Regions from separate parts of the Mus musculus genome. Here region 1 is linked to region 2. Evidence: chromatin contacts called from public HiCAR-type data. All regions are on one chromosome and are shown on one strand. The core of a region is the stretch at or near the end of the contact, and the rest is flanking DNA. Distances in the headings are between cores, read along the strand shown. Region 1 holds the start of Arhgap10 (Rho GTPase activating protein 10). Region 2 holds the start of Rasd2 (RASD family, member 2).

What was found. HiCAR-type assays count read pairs that join an accessible place to other places.
Region 1: a contact with region 2 is called in a HiCAR-type map of astrocytes, with 7 times the contacts expected there. The contact joins the promoter of Arhgap10 here to the promoter of Rasd2 in region 2. A contact is called at or near these places in 2 of 39 promoter capture datasets (liver and stem cell-derived epiblast-like cells), 1 of 484 Hi-C or Micro-C datasets (embryonic stem cells) and 1 of 115 datasets of contacts at active chromatin or transcription factors (astrocytes).

Annotation. Positions count from the first base shown.
Region 1 is chr8:77,515,087-77,520,764 of GRCm38.p6, reverse strand. It overlaps Arhgap10 (Rho GTPase activating protein 10), which reads left to right and starts at 2,858. Exons shown (of 23, transcript NM_030113.2): 1 at 2,858-3,135. The coding sequence starts at 2,982. 0610038B21Rik (RIKEN cDNA 0610038B21 gene) reads right to left here and starts at 3,709. Exons shown (of 1, transcript NR_028125.1): 1 at 2,187-3,709.
Region 2 is chr8:75,210,587-75,216,691 of GRCm38.p6, reverse strand. Rasd2 (RASD family, member 2) reads right to left here and starts at 2,748. Exons shown (of 3, transcript NM_029182.1): 1 at 2,614-2,748.

The DNA.
Region 1 (5,678 bases), core at 1,609-4,108, 2.3 Mb before region 2:
TTTTAAAGATGTATCTATTTATTTAGTGTATGAGTACGCTGTAGTTGTCTTCAGACACACCAGAAGAGGGCATCAGATCACATTGCTCTTAACCCCTGAGTCATCTCACCAGCCCCGTAAGGTTACCTAAGTGTAGAATAGCACTTTCCAAGGCATTATGGTATTGTTAAGACGGCTGTCTACTGGGCTGGAGAGATGGCTCAGTGGTTAAGAGCACTGACTGCTCTGTCCCCATTGTCACCTTGGAGAGTTAAAGCTATGCTACTTCTTTCCTGATAGCTTTCCTATAGACTGTCAATCTCCATAAAGCTACAAGAGAGAGATCTCAAGGCAGCTCATACCACCACCATGCTTAAAGGCCTGCAGCAGCACGGGTGACACCTGCCTAGGAGGCTCCTCACACCTGGGCCCTGTCCATACTTCTCCACAGCCACGAACGCACGTTCTGTCTCAGCGAGTTTTTCTGACCTGGATATGTTGTATGAGCAGATGACATTACGGGTGGCTCTCTTGGCATTGTGAGTCCACAGTTCATTGTTCTGTAGCACATGGCATCCTGACTCTCTTTTTTCCCTCGTGGCTTAATTTTGCATTGGTGGCTATTTGGGTTGACTCCATTTTGGGCTATCAGTGGATGTTTTCATTCTCCACCCACCTTCGTGCTCATTCTGTATTGATCCTCTATGTTGAACTCTTTGAGGAAGCCTCTGCAATCTTTCTTTTGGAGGGTATGCCCAGTTGCTTTAAGAAAATTATTTTGTGTGTGTGTGTGTTTGTGTGTGCATGTGTATGTGTGTGTGTGTGTGTGTGTGTGAGAGAGAGAGAGAGAGAGAGAAAGAGAGAGAGAGAGAGCACATATAAGCACAGGTGTGGATAAAGGCCAGAGCACAACTTTTGGGAGTGGTGTCTCTTTCTACAATGTGGGTTGGCTTGGAGACAGACATTATTCATTGAGTAATCTAGCTTGTTGACTTAGTTACAGTCCTGTGACACACTGACCAAGGTGATTTATAAAAGAACATCTACTTGGGGGCTTATTTACAGTTTCAGAGGGTTAGTCTATGCCCATCATGGCGTTTAGCATGGTGGCAGGCAAGCAAGGCATGGTGCTAGAGCAGTAGATGAGAGCTTACATCTTAATTCACAAGAATGAGGCAGAGAAAGACAGTTTGGGCTTTTAAAACCTGAAAGCCAACCTGCAGGCAAACCTTTTCCAGTAAAGCCATGCCACCTACCCCTCCCTCCCCCCCACCCAACAGTTCCACACTAGGGACCTAACATTCAAACAGAGAAGCCCAATCCTGTGTGGGAATCATTCTTATTCAAGCCAATACTCCCCCACTCCCACCCCCACCCCCAGCTTTGTTTGTGAGACAGGATCTTGCTATGTAGCCCTGCCTGGCCTCATACCAGGTAGTCCAGGTTGGCCTTAAACTCTCTATCCTCTTGCCTCAGCTTATGGGATCGAGGATTACTGCAGCCTCAGACCATATTCCTGCCTGGGTTTAGGGTTTTGTTTCTGCAGAGCCTGGAGTGTGTTTCGCTCTTTTGCCAGGCCCTAATTCAGTCTCCAGTTTTTCCCTCCCCCTTGCCTCTTTCTTTCCTCGGTAGACTCCTTGCTGATTTTAGTAGGAAATGAACCTTTCAAACTGCCTAGGAGTTATTGGTAAAAGTCTTTTGAAGTCTGAGGATGGACATTAAAGTGGCCTCATCTGTGGCACTCAAATGGTGCTGTTATTTAACAGAGTTTATAGAGTAGGCATATTTAGATGCTTCCCAGAGGGTTAAGACTCCTCCTACAGCTCACGGGCCAAACAAACTCTTAATTACTGCACTCAGTCGGAACGTTTTTAAAGAATCACTTTGAAGTTTCCTGGTACTATTACCATCATTAAACCTTTACATGTAAACATGTGTTGTGAGTTTGTGAAAAATGTATGCCATGTGTGCACCTGGCACATGTTAATTGCTTAAAAATTGCTAGTTGATAAAGTGTCTCCAGTGTAAGATTTGCTGTATACATTTGAGGAAGGTATTGAGTTCTGCTTTAGAACGCATGGAATAGGAAAGGAGTTTTGTGGGCGCACTGACACGAATTCACACTTGTCCACGCAGCCTCCCATGGTGAAAAACCACAAAAAGTCTGGCATTTACTTTCGGCGGGCTATTTTTAGCAGATCGCCTCTCCTACCCGTGTAAATTTAATCTCCAGAATAGAACACAAGCAGGGTCAACGCGGTTTAGCCACACGCTCCCTTGTCCTAAGCCATTCAGTATGGACACGAAGAAAAATGTTCTAGAATCTGTAGAGTCCACGCTGAGTTGGAGACGTTAAGCATTCCCGCGAAGGCAGCTGATTAGACAAGGAGAGAGAGCACCCGGCGTGCGAGCCCTTGCACAGCGAAGCACCCTTCCTTCGGTACACAGATAAAATGAGTCAATCATTTCCACCCGCCCCGACTTTTAAGTCGTCTGATCTCGGGGACCGAGGCCTGCTATTACAAACCCACCATCCCGTTCGGTCAGGCGTCCACTTCGGGGACCAGCCTGAGTCACCTGGACCTTGTGAGCCGAGATCGGGGAGGTGCAGGCGTCCGGGGGTGGAGGGCACAGACTACGTTCTCCATCGCCGCTGCCTCGGAAGGAAGAGGAGGGGCGACTGCGCGTGGGGAAGAGAAGGAAGAGGCGTTCGGGGAAGGGCAGGGAGGAGGAGAGCCGAAGGCGCCCGGGCGGGAGAGCAGGGGCGTGCGGGCGGGGGCGGGGCGGGGCGGGCGCGCCCGAGGCGGGGCGGGGCCGGGCGGCGGCCTCTGCTGCTGCCGGGGGCTGCCGGGATTGGGGAGCTGCGCCGCGTACTCTCCAGGGTCGCTGGGCTGGGCTGGACATGACCGTGCTGCGCTCGCCGCGCGCTCAGCCCTGCTAGCCGCTCGCTGCCGCCGCCTGGGAGCCCAGCTCGGCCTGCGCCCGCGCGCACCGCCGCAGTCATGGGGCTGCAGCCCCTGGAGTTTAGCGACTGCTACCTCGACAGCCCGTGGTTCCGGGAGAGGATCCGCGCGCACGAAGCGGAGCTCGAGAGGACCAACAAGTTCATCAAAGAGCTCATCAAAGACGGCAAGAACCTCATCTCTGCCACCAAAAGTAAGCGGGGTCCTGTTCGCGTTCGGGCTGCGGCGTGGCGAGGAAGGCGGGAGGATCGTCTTCCCCGGCCAAGTGGGATGGCTCAGTGCTCCTAAGACCGGGCTGGAGGAATAGGCGATTCCTTAGGGGATAAGATAAGCTCCAGGGCATTCCTCTCCCAGGAGGTTCGGGCGCGTTCCTTTCCCCGATCCTGGCCCTCGGTGGCGCGGGAGCGAGGAGCTGTGCGTGGGAGCTGCCCCGGGGCTCCCGCCTGGCCCAGCTGAGCACGCTTTGGCGCCGGCCGGAGCGAATGGAGGCTCTGCTCCGGAGTCAGGTTTTACTGCGCCCTAACGCTGCTTCCAGTCTCCCGCAAAATAGAGACATCAATCAGTTTGATAGTTTTGTCTCCTAACATTTCCAAGTAATTTTTTTTGGAAATGCTTTGGGACTCTGCCTGTAGTTGATATCGTCAAAAGTCCTTTAAGTTACACCTCTTATGTATCCCCTTTCTGCCTTGCGCGACAGCACCGACCTACGTCCCTCGTGAGCTAAACCAGAAAGTCTACCTGGCTTTGTGCTGCCTTCTGCACATTCCTCTGTCTTGTGCTGAGGCGGGTTCAAAGATTAGGGGTTGAAAGGGTCAGTGGGCAGACTGCTCCAGGTTCTGGCCTGCGAGAAGTGCCTGTGAGTAGGAAATTCTACTCTTCATGCTCGAAGCTGGCCACCTCAGTTCCATCTGTATTCAAACAAGCAAGCTAACACACCCTCAAGCCACCTCTGAAGACAACAGAAAGAGAGGTGTATCGAAGCTGTAGTGAGTCTTAGGAGTAGAGGCTGGTTGAAATTTGTGCAGAAACGGTTGTAATGTTCTATAAATGGGCGTTCTCCAGGACCAGGTGCTGGCATCCAGGCCACCCTGGAACCCTGAATTCATTCCTTGAGTTATTGCGAACACCCCTTTCCCTCCTTAAAAGGCCTGATAGTGCAGGAGCCAAGCATAGGTGCTCTACCTATCCTCTTGGGTTGGTTAGGTTCCCTGGCTCAATACTCTCCATCTCTGGGCGTTTATTCCATTTGTTTGTAGACAGCACCCCTGGAAAAAACACCCCAGGTACATTTTCACCCCACCGTTTTGTGTCCAGGAAGATTAAAACGTACTGAGTGTACATTCTCATCCACCCAATCAAGTGCCTGGCCTAGTTAATATTCACTTAATGAATGAGTTGAAATATTTTTTTTAATGGGAAGAATTTAGTGGAGCCATCCCTGTAATTTGGGAAGCAAGTCGCTCAACTTCTCTGGACCATCTCCAAGGTTCCTTTGGTTCTGTGACCTCTTCCGTATTTCAAAGTTGGGACTGGAAATCACTTTTTTGATGAGTGGGTTATTTGCTTGGTGGCTGTGCAGGCCTTTGGCTTTGAGGTTTTCTGTTCTAGGTGGGAAACAGAGGGAGAGTCAGTAAATGTGGAGAAATGACCAGAGGCAGGGAGGTGTGCGGACATCCATGGACTGGGAAGTGGATGTGTAGGATTCCATGGCCAGTGTTCAGCATCAGTAGATGAGGACATACGTGTACCTATTCTTTAAAAACTGTGTGTGTGCTTTTGAGCCATTGTACGCGTGGGAGGTCAGAGGACAGCTTCGGAGCTGGACCTTCCTTTCCGTGTCTATGTGGGCTCTGGGGTTCGGGTGTCAGGCATCTCCCAGTCTGGTCTGTTGGCTAGTAGCTTCCTTTGAAGCTAGGGAGATTAGGAGAGGGGCAGATGGCAGTCAGTTTGGCCATAGGTAGAAAGCTATTTCTGTGACTGCATGTTAGCTGCTCCACTGGCAGGAAGCATGCCTCACGTCCCTGAGGCAGCCAGTGTGTGTGTGTGTGTGTGTGGGGGGGGGGGGGGGGGCTAGTTTTCCTCCTCCTCAGAAGGTAGACCTTCTGGAATTTGTGACTTGTGTTTTAATCCTTGTGCGTATGATTAAAGATGAGACACAAAATGGATGATCTCATTTAAGGGAGCAGCCAGACAGCGCTATCTTTTCTATCCTTATCCTTAACTTTACACTCTTCCCCTCAAGAATAAAAGGGTTGGTGTACACCATTTTGGCAAGTTGGAAAGACCCTGGCCTTTTCCCACTTGGCACATTAAAGTTGTCTCCTAGTTCTTAGGAGAGATTGAAAGGCTGGGCTTCATCAGGAGAACTGGCGATGGTTTTCACTGTGGGGTCTGGCTTGGCGGGGCGGGTAGTGCAATTCTTGCCATGCTTCCCCCATGGCCCTTCTTGGCAGCACAAGTCAAGTTCCCTCGAATTTGGAAACCTGCGGATGAGGTCACTTAACCAGTTGTCTTTCCGGAACTGTGGAGTCTAGAGTCTAGAAAGGACTTTTCGTTAGGGGAAGGGTCTGCAGAAAGAGCAGTTATCAAACTGGGCAAGATTGCCAGGTCGCCTGTTTCTTGGTGTTTTATAATTTGGTTTGCAGTTACTCTGTGCCTTTTGTGTTTTTCTTTGGGTGGTGCATTTAAGTGATTTCTGTTCTTCATTGGCCTGCAAGGCACCTTGACTTGTCATTC
Region 2 (6,105 bases), core at 1,499-3,998:
TGATCCCTGACATGAGAGACATTGCAGATACTTCTGCAGGCATCAGGCTCACCCAAACTTCTCACTAGCCTGCTCTCAACCTGCTCTGGCTATGAGGACTTCTCCCTTCACCCAGTCTACCTGTCTGGCTCCTGCTGCTGTGCTGAGAAGAAACCACCGGAGACCTATGGCTTAGTTTCGCCCACCCAGTCCTTCTGCAGGGAGGAGGGCTGCTGAGCCTCTCATTAGATGGAAGACAAGGAGTGAGCCAGCAGACCCCAGGGATGTCTCCTTGTCCCAGCTTCTAGCCAGGCCTCCCAAGACACAATGAATGAAAGGAGAGAGTCAGAGAAACAAGGCAGAGTCAGAGGGCAGCAGGGAATCAGAGAGAGGAGGAAGGGAGAGACAGGAATGAAGGAAGAGAGAAAACAGAAGACTCACGGAGGGAGGGGGTGCGGCATGGAGTTAGAAATAAGAGCCGGAGGATCAGAGAGGGGTGGAGACAGGCGAGGAGAACCTATGGCTTTCTCTGCTGACAGACCTAGTCTTTTCACATGGCTTCAGCCACGTGGGGCAGTGTGAGGCACCCAGATACCTGGAAGCCAGGTGACAGAGCATCTGTGGCTCCACCTCCACAGGAGACTGAGGGAAGCCCTAAAGCCCTGTAGGCAGAGTCTCCCCTGCCACCTGCCCATCTCACTCTGCTCCTCAGCTGGCTAACTCCACAGTGGGCAAAGACAAATCCTAAATGCCAGAGTGGGGTTTGGGGCAGGGGAATGAAAGGGTTGAATAAGCCTGAAGCCTGCAGAAGCATCTGCAATGTCTCTCATGTCAGGGATCAGTTATTGAGTACCTTCTGTATGCACAGCAGTGCAACCCCAAAGCACAGACTCACAGGTATGCATTCAGTGGGGACATCAGGGTTTTAGGACCAGACCTCCACCACATGTAAGAACTGCCAGTGGGCGGCTGACACAGCCACAGTGACCTGGACAGAAAAGCATGTGTATGGTGGGAGGTGGCCCCCCAGAGTGCAGGACAGACAGCATGGGGCAGGCCCTCCTTCCCAGCAGCCAACCTTGGTGGTCTAGAGAGAAGTGGGGAACTGAATGTATGAAGAGGGACCTGGATGTAAGCAGAGTGCTGGAAGGTACCTCAAAGATAGAAGTGGGGCTGTCCCCAGAAATAGTGCCCATCATCCCTAGGCATGTCATGCTGGGGCTGCCTTATTCTTATGAGACGCTCTGCAGGAACAGATGGGGACTCTAGTTCTCAGGAAAGTTGAGTGGCTGCCCGAGTCCAATCTCACCTCTTCAAAACACCACTCCCACCCCTCTAGTGGCTTCAACTAGTCTTCTCCTAATAGCTCTGACTCAGTGGAGCCCCAGTTGGCACTGGACAGGGAATGACTCTGTGATCCATGTTATAGTCCTGTTTCCTCTCTCCCTCTAGGCAGCTGGGGTGGCATCCTGCCCAGGACTCTGCATACCCTGCCAGCAGCTCACAAGCAGTGCAACTGTGGGCCATTCACCCTTGTGTCTGCCCCAGTGCTTGATGGGAGCTGAACAGGTACAGATTGGTCAGGATGAGTTCCTTGGGTGCACCCCAGAGCCAGGTTCACTACACTACCTGCCACACCTGTGTGCACATCCCAAGCCTCTTAGGACTGACACGCTGTAGTCCTGACTCCTCCCCTAGGCTCTGGGGAGTCTCAGGAGCTTTACAAAGCCACCCTTCCCATCCTGGGGATGTCAGGAGGGCAGAGAACAGGGGGCATCTGTTTCTGGATGATCAGCTGTGTCAGCACAGAACCTCTGAGTGATCTGGTTTGTGCACTCAGCTCACCTCTCTGTTAAACGTTGGGTAGAAACAAACGCAACACGGTCAGGTACCCAGAAACCTTTCCAATACAAGACTCTTTTCTTTGGGCAGTCTCTCTGAGTAGTCATGAGCCACCCGGCTGCTCCCAGCCCCGTGGACGACTTGCAGGGACTCTTTTTTGTCCCTCTGAGGCTTAGGAGGAACCTGAATCAGAGAGTCCAAAGCCGGTCGTTGCTCCAGACCCTAGTCTAGCTTCCAGGAGGTCCAGGACAATCCAATACCCTTCCTCATCCTTCGTGGACTGGTGGCAGAGGTGGGCAAGAGAGTGTGGCTCAGAGGCCCCACACACTGGCCACTTGAGTTCAGGAAACCATGGTAGCAAGGAAACATTGCAGGAAATGCTCCAAAGCTCAAGGGACGCTAGGATAGGTTAAAGGACCCCTGATCATTCTTGCTTGAGGTTTTATCTAGGGAGGGTAACTGCCTCTTCCTCTTGAGTCTCAGTTTCCTCCTTTTAAAGTGGACTGTCTCTTGGTCTAAAAGAAAGCTCCCAGGGACAAACGGAGCACACAAGAGCTCAATAAATCCACTTTCCTACGCTATGTAAGGGGCTAAAGACCACCAGAGGTAGTAGGCTAGGCATCTAGTGAGCTTAATGCTCTACGTGTATAAAGCATCTCAGCACGTAGAGGGTACAGTTTAAGTTTCCTTTGTCATAAAATGCCAGCGTCACCGAGCTTGCGTCCCTCTACTGAGCCGGCTGCCCCACTCCACCTAGCTACCTCTCCTGTTCTATTGGGATGTCTCCCTTACCTGAGAACAGCGGGACGGACCCCGAGCACGGCTTGGAGGGCTCCCTGGAAGCTCCTGGAGGTGCGGGGAGCCGCCTGCCGCTCCGACCGCTGAGTCTCCCGGCGTCTGCGGGGGCTCCAGGGTCACTGCGTACGGATCCTCCTGCGCGCGGCGCCCGGAGCTGGGCTGAGCGCGACAGGGCGAGGAGGCCCGCGGATCAGGGGATGATGACCCATGGGTGGGCTCCGAGGGCTCGGCGGGGCTGGGGCGCTGGGCTGGCTCCGGCTCGCCGCCGGCGGCCCTGCCCTGCCCCGACAGGGGGGACTCCGGTTGAGCCAGGTGCTCGAAGGTTTGGGGACGTCCAGTACGGGGTGCCCCCGCCTGGAGCTCCGCGCTGAAGGGGAAGGGGCACGACTCCGGGGATATAGAAGCGAACCCCGGAGACTCAGGAGGACTTTTGGGGGTGACGATCGGCCTACGAACCCGCCTGGCAGCTTACGTTACCTCCTTCTCTGGACGCAAAGCGGGTGGCCGCGTGCAGGGTAGAGGGGTTTGTGCGCCGGGCCGTCCTTCCCGGCTGCCCTCAGTCGGGCAGCCGACCCTCGCGGAAAGGACCGCCGCTTGCTCCTCGCCCGACGCCGCTAGCTGCGCTCAGCGCGCAAGTGGGAGGGGGCCTCGAACGCCGCCCCGAAGCTCAGCAGCTCCAACTTCGCCTGAAGCCCACGTCGCTCCGCACTGTGCCTCCTCTCCCCAAGCGAGGAGAAGTTTCTTAGGGTGGGTTCCTCCCTCGTGCTCTCCCGGTGGCTCAAGCTCGGGCTCCAGATGCGCAACCTACGCCTACCTCGGGCCCTGGCGCGCGCTACGTCCCGAGCCCACCTGCCCAGCGCCGCCGCCTGGGCTCTGCCGCCTGCACCCCGCCCCCGCCATGAGCAGCCAATCAGCGGCGGGTCCCGCGGCCAGGTCCCGCCTCCGCCCCACCCCAGTCTAGGAGCCGCGGCAATCTGCGGCTACGCGTGCCCGGGCGCGTGGGGCTGGGGCCGCGGGGGAGGAGGGCTATCCCGAGGCTTCGGCCACGCGCACCGTGACCGGAAGACCGTAAGGCACGGGCCTGGGAGGCTGACACTGAGCACGCACTCGCCCGCAAGCCAGCCCAAACTGTGGGAACCCGCTCCTGACCTCCCAACCTCGCCCTGAGCGAACCTCCACCCCCTCCGATGCCCACCTACGTTCGCCGGGAGCCCGGTCCAGGCCGCGGCTTCCATTGCGAACGCTTGGCCTGCGGAGCACATGGGCGGCACACGTGCAGCCACGAGGGGCCCTGAATCACCTTGGGTAATGGAAGCAGCTCAGAGTGAACTCTATGGAGAGACCTCCTCTGGCTTGGTGGGACCTAGTCTTCCCGTCCCTGACAGAGCCAGAGCGTGCTATCCTAGGGAGCGCTTTGAACCAAGCCAGACATCAGGCGTTCTTGCTTCCACGGGCCACATATTTCTTAATGTTTTCTTTAATCCAAGACCCGCTACCCCCAACACATTTTTCAGTCTCATTAATGTCATTGCCTTACATGGGAAGCCTGTGTCCCAGGCCATAAATAGAAGGTTAGTATAAAACAAGCCCGAAAACAAAGCAAGGCCTCTGAACTGCAGCTGGAGCCTGCCTTTATCCAGGGAGATGTGCGGGCGAGGCTTGGAAGGGGTGGAAGTTCTTTCGCCCAAAGCAGACATTTTTCTACGGACTCCTTTAGGTGGACCAGAAAGAAGTAGGTGCTGTGTTCCCTTCAATTCCTGGTCCTGCGCATAGGGAATGTCTCCTTTGTGGGACAGCCTTCTCTGGGAGCTGTGTGTGTCATAGGCAGGAAAGCCTGGGTGAGAGCTCTGTGCTCCAGTTCTGTCGCTCACCACCCAAATGTTCCTCCCTGGACCAGTTGTGGAAGTCTCTGGTCCATGCTTGGGTTATTTTTGAATGAGCATCAATACTGCCAAGTCCATTGAGTAACAAAATCGTTAACATGGCCTTGGGCTTAAAACACAGGAAATGGGTTGCTCATCAAACATTAAAGTATCTTGACATCCTCCAGGAATACTATATGAGAGAAGATGCATCGGGATGGGGGAGGGGCCAGGAAGAGGTGGTTTGCCGGTCCCCTTGGGCCGGGGTTTAAGGCCTAAGTCTAGGCTTCAATGTAGCTAAGAGACTTGCCCAAGGTCACCAGTAGCAAACAAATGGCAAAATCCTAGTCCTGTGCCCTTTCCCAAACCAGACTTGACTTCTAGGAACTAGCTTTAGCCCGGAGAGTTTGCACTGGGCCTGACGCACAGAGCCTGTGAGCTTGGCAGCAGGAGGCAGCCAGAGCAGGGTGCCTCAGCTGGAAGGCTGCAGCTGGGAGGACTCAGGCCACCAAGCAACTTTCCACCCTCCACTTGGGAGTGTGGCAGGTGGCCAGCTCTGAGCTGGCACAGGAACCCAATCCTTGGGCTTTCAGCCAAGTCCTCCTCGATGAGTGGGTCACACCCCAGTGACCAGATCCAGATCCACATTGGGCTGGCAATGCACATGTTGTTGCCTGGCCCTGGGGACCCACCTGACCCTGCTTCAGCCTGGTTTAAAAAAAAAAAAAAAAATTAGCTCAGCTACCAGGCAGGTGCACAGAAATCTTCCACATCCAGGAACACTTCATGGAGCCCACCAACATGTACCCAAGTTCGTCCCCTTCCCTACACTCAGGTCTCTCCGGATGGACCACGTGTTGAAGCCTCCTCCTCCTTTGTACTCCCTAAGGCTCCCTCTCTTCCCTGAACCTAAAACTTCTTTTTAACACATACACACTTTAAATTTATTTATTCTTCTCTCATACAATACATTCCAAATACAGTCTCACCTCCCACCAAACCTCTCTACCCCCCTCCGCATCACTCCTCTTCCCCCCCCCCCCAATCTACTGTTCCTCCATTTCCCTTGAGAAAAGAGCAGGCTTCCCAGTGATATAACCAAGCATGACATAACAAGATGCAATAAAACTAGGCACAAACTGTCATATCCAGGTTGGGCAAGACTACCCAGTAGGAGGGAAAGTCACAAGAGCAGACATAAGTCAGAGACACCCCACTCCTATTGTTAGGGTCCCACGCTAAACAACCCCAGCATGTATGCAGAGGACCTACTGCCAACTCCTGACTTGTCACTCCAGTATCTGTGAGCCCCTATGAGTCCTGCTTAATTCATTCTGTGGGCCATGCTAAAACCTTTTCTTAAAACTCCACCCTTGCTCAAGGATTTTTCCAGAGCTCCTCATTACCTGAGATATTAAATCTAAGCCTCTCCACCTGACCCACAAGACAAATCTCATTACTCCCATGTTCCTAAAAAGAAGCAGGGTGTCACTATTGCAAGCTTTGTGTGCATGGGTCCCCACCATCACTATAACACTTTCCCAAGGTTGAACACTACACATCCTTCAAAGCACACTCCCAAAGGGTTTCACCCACACTGCTTTCTTCCAGTATTTCCGATGGT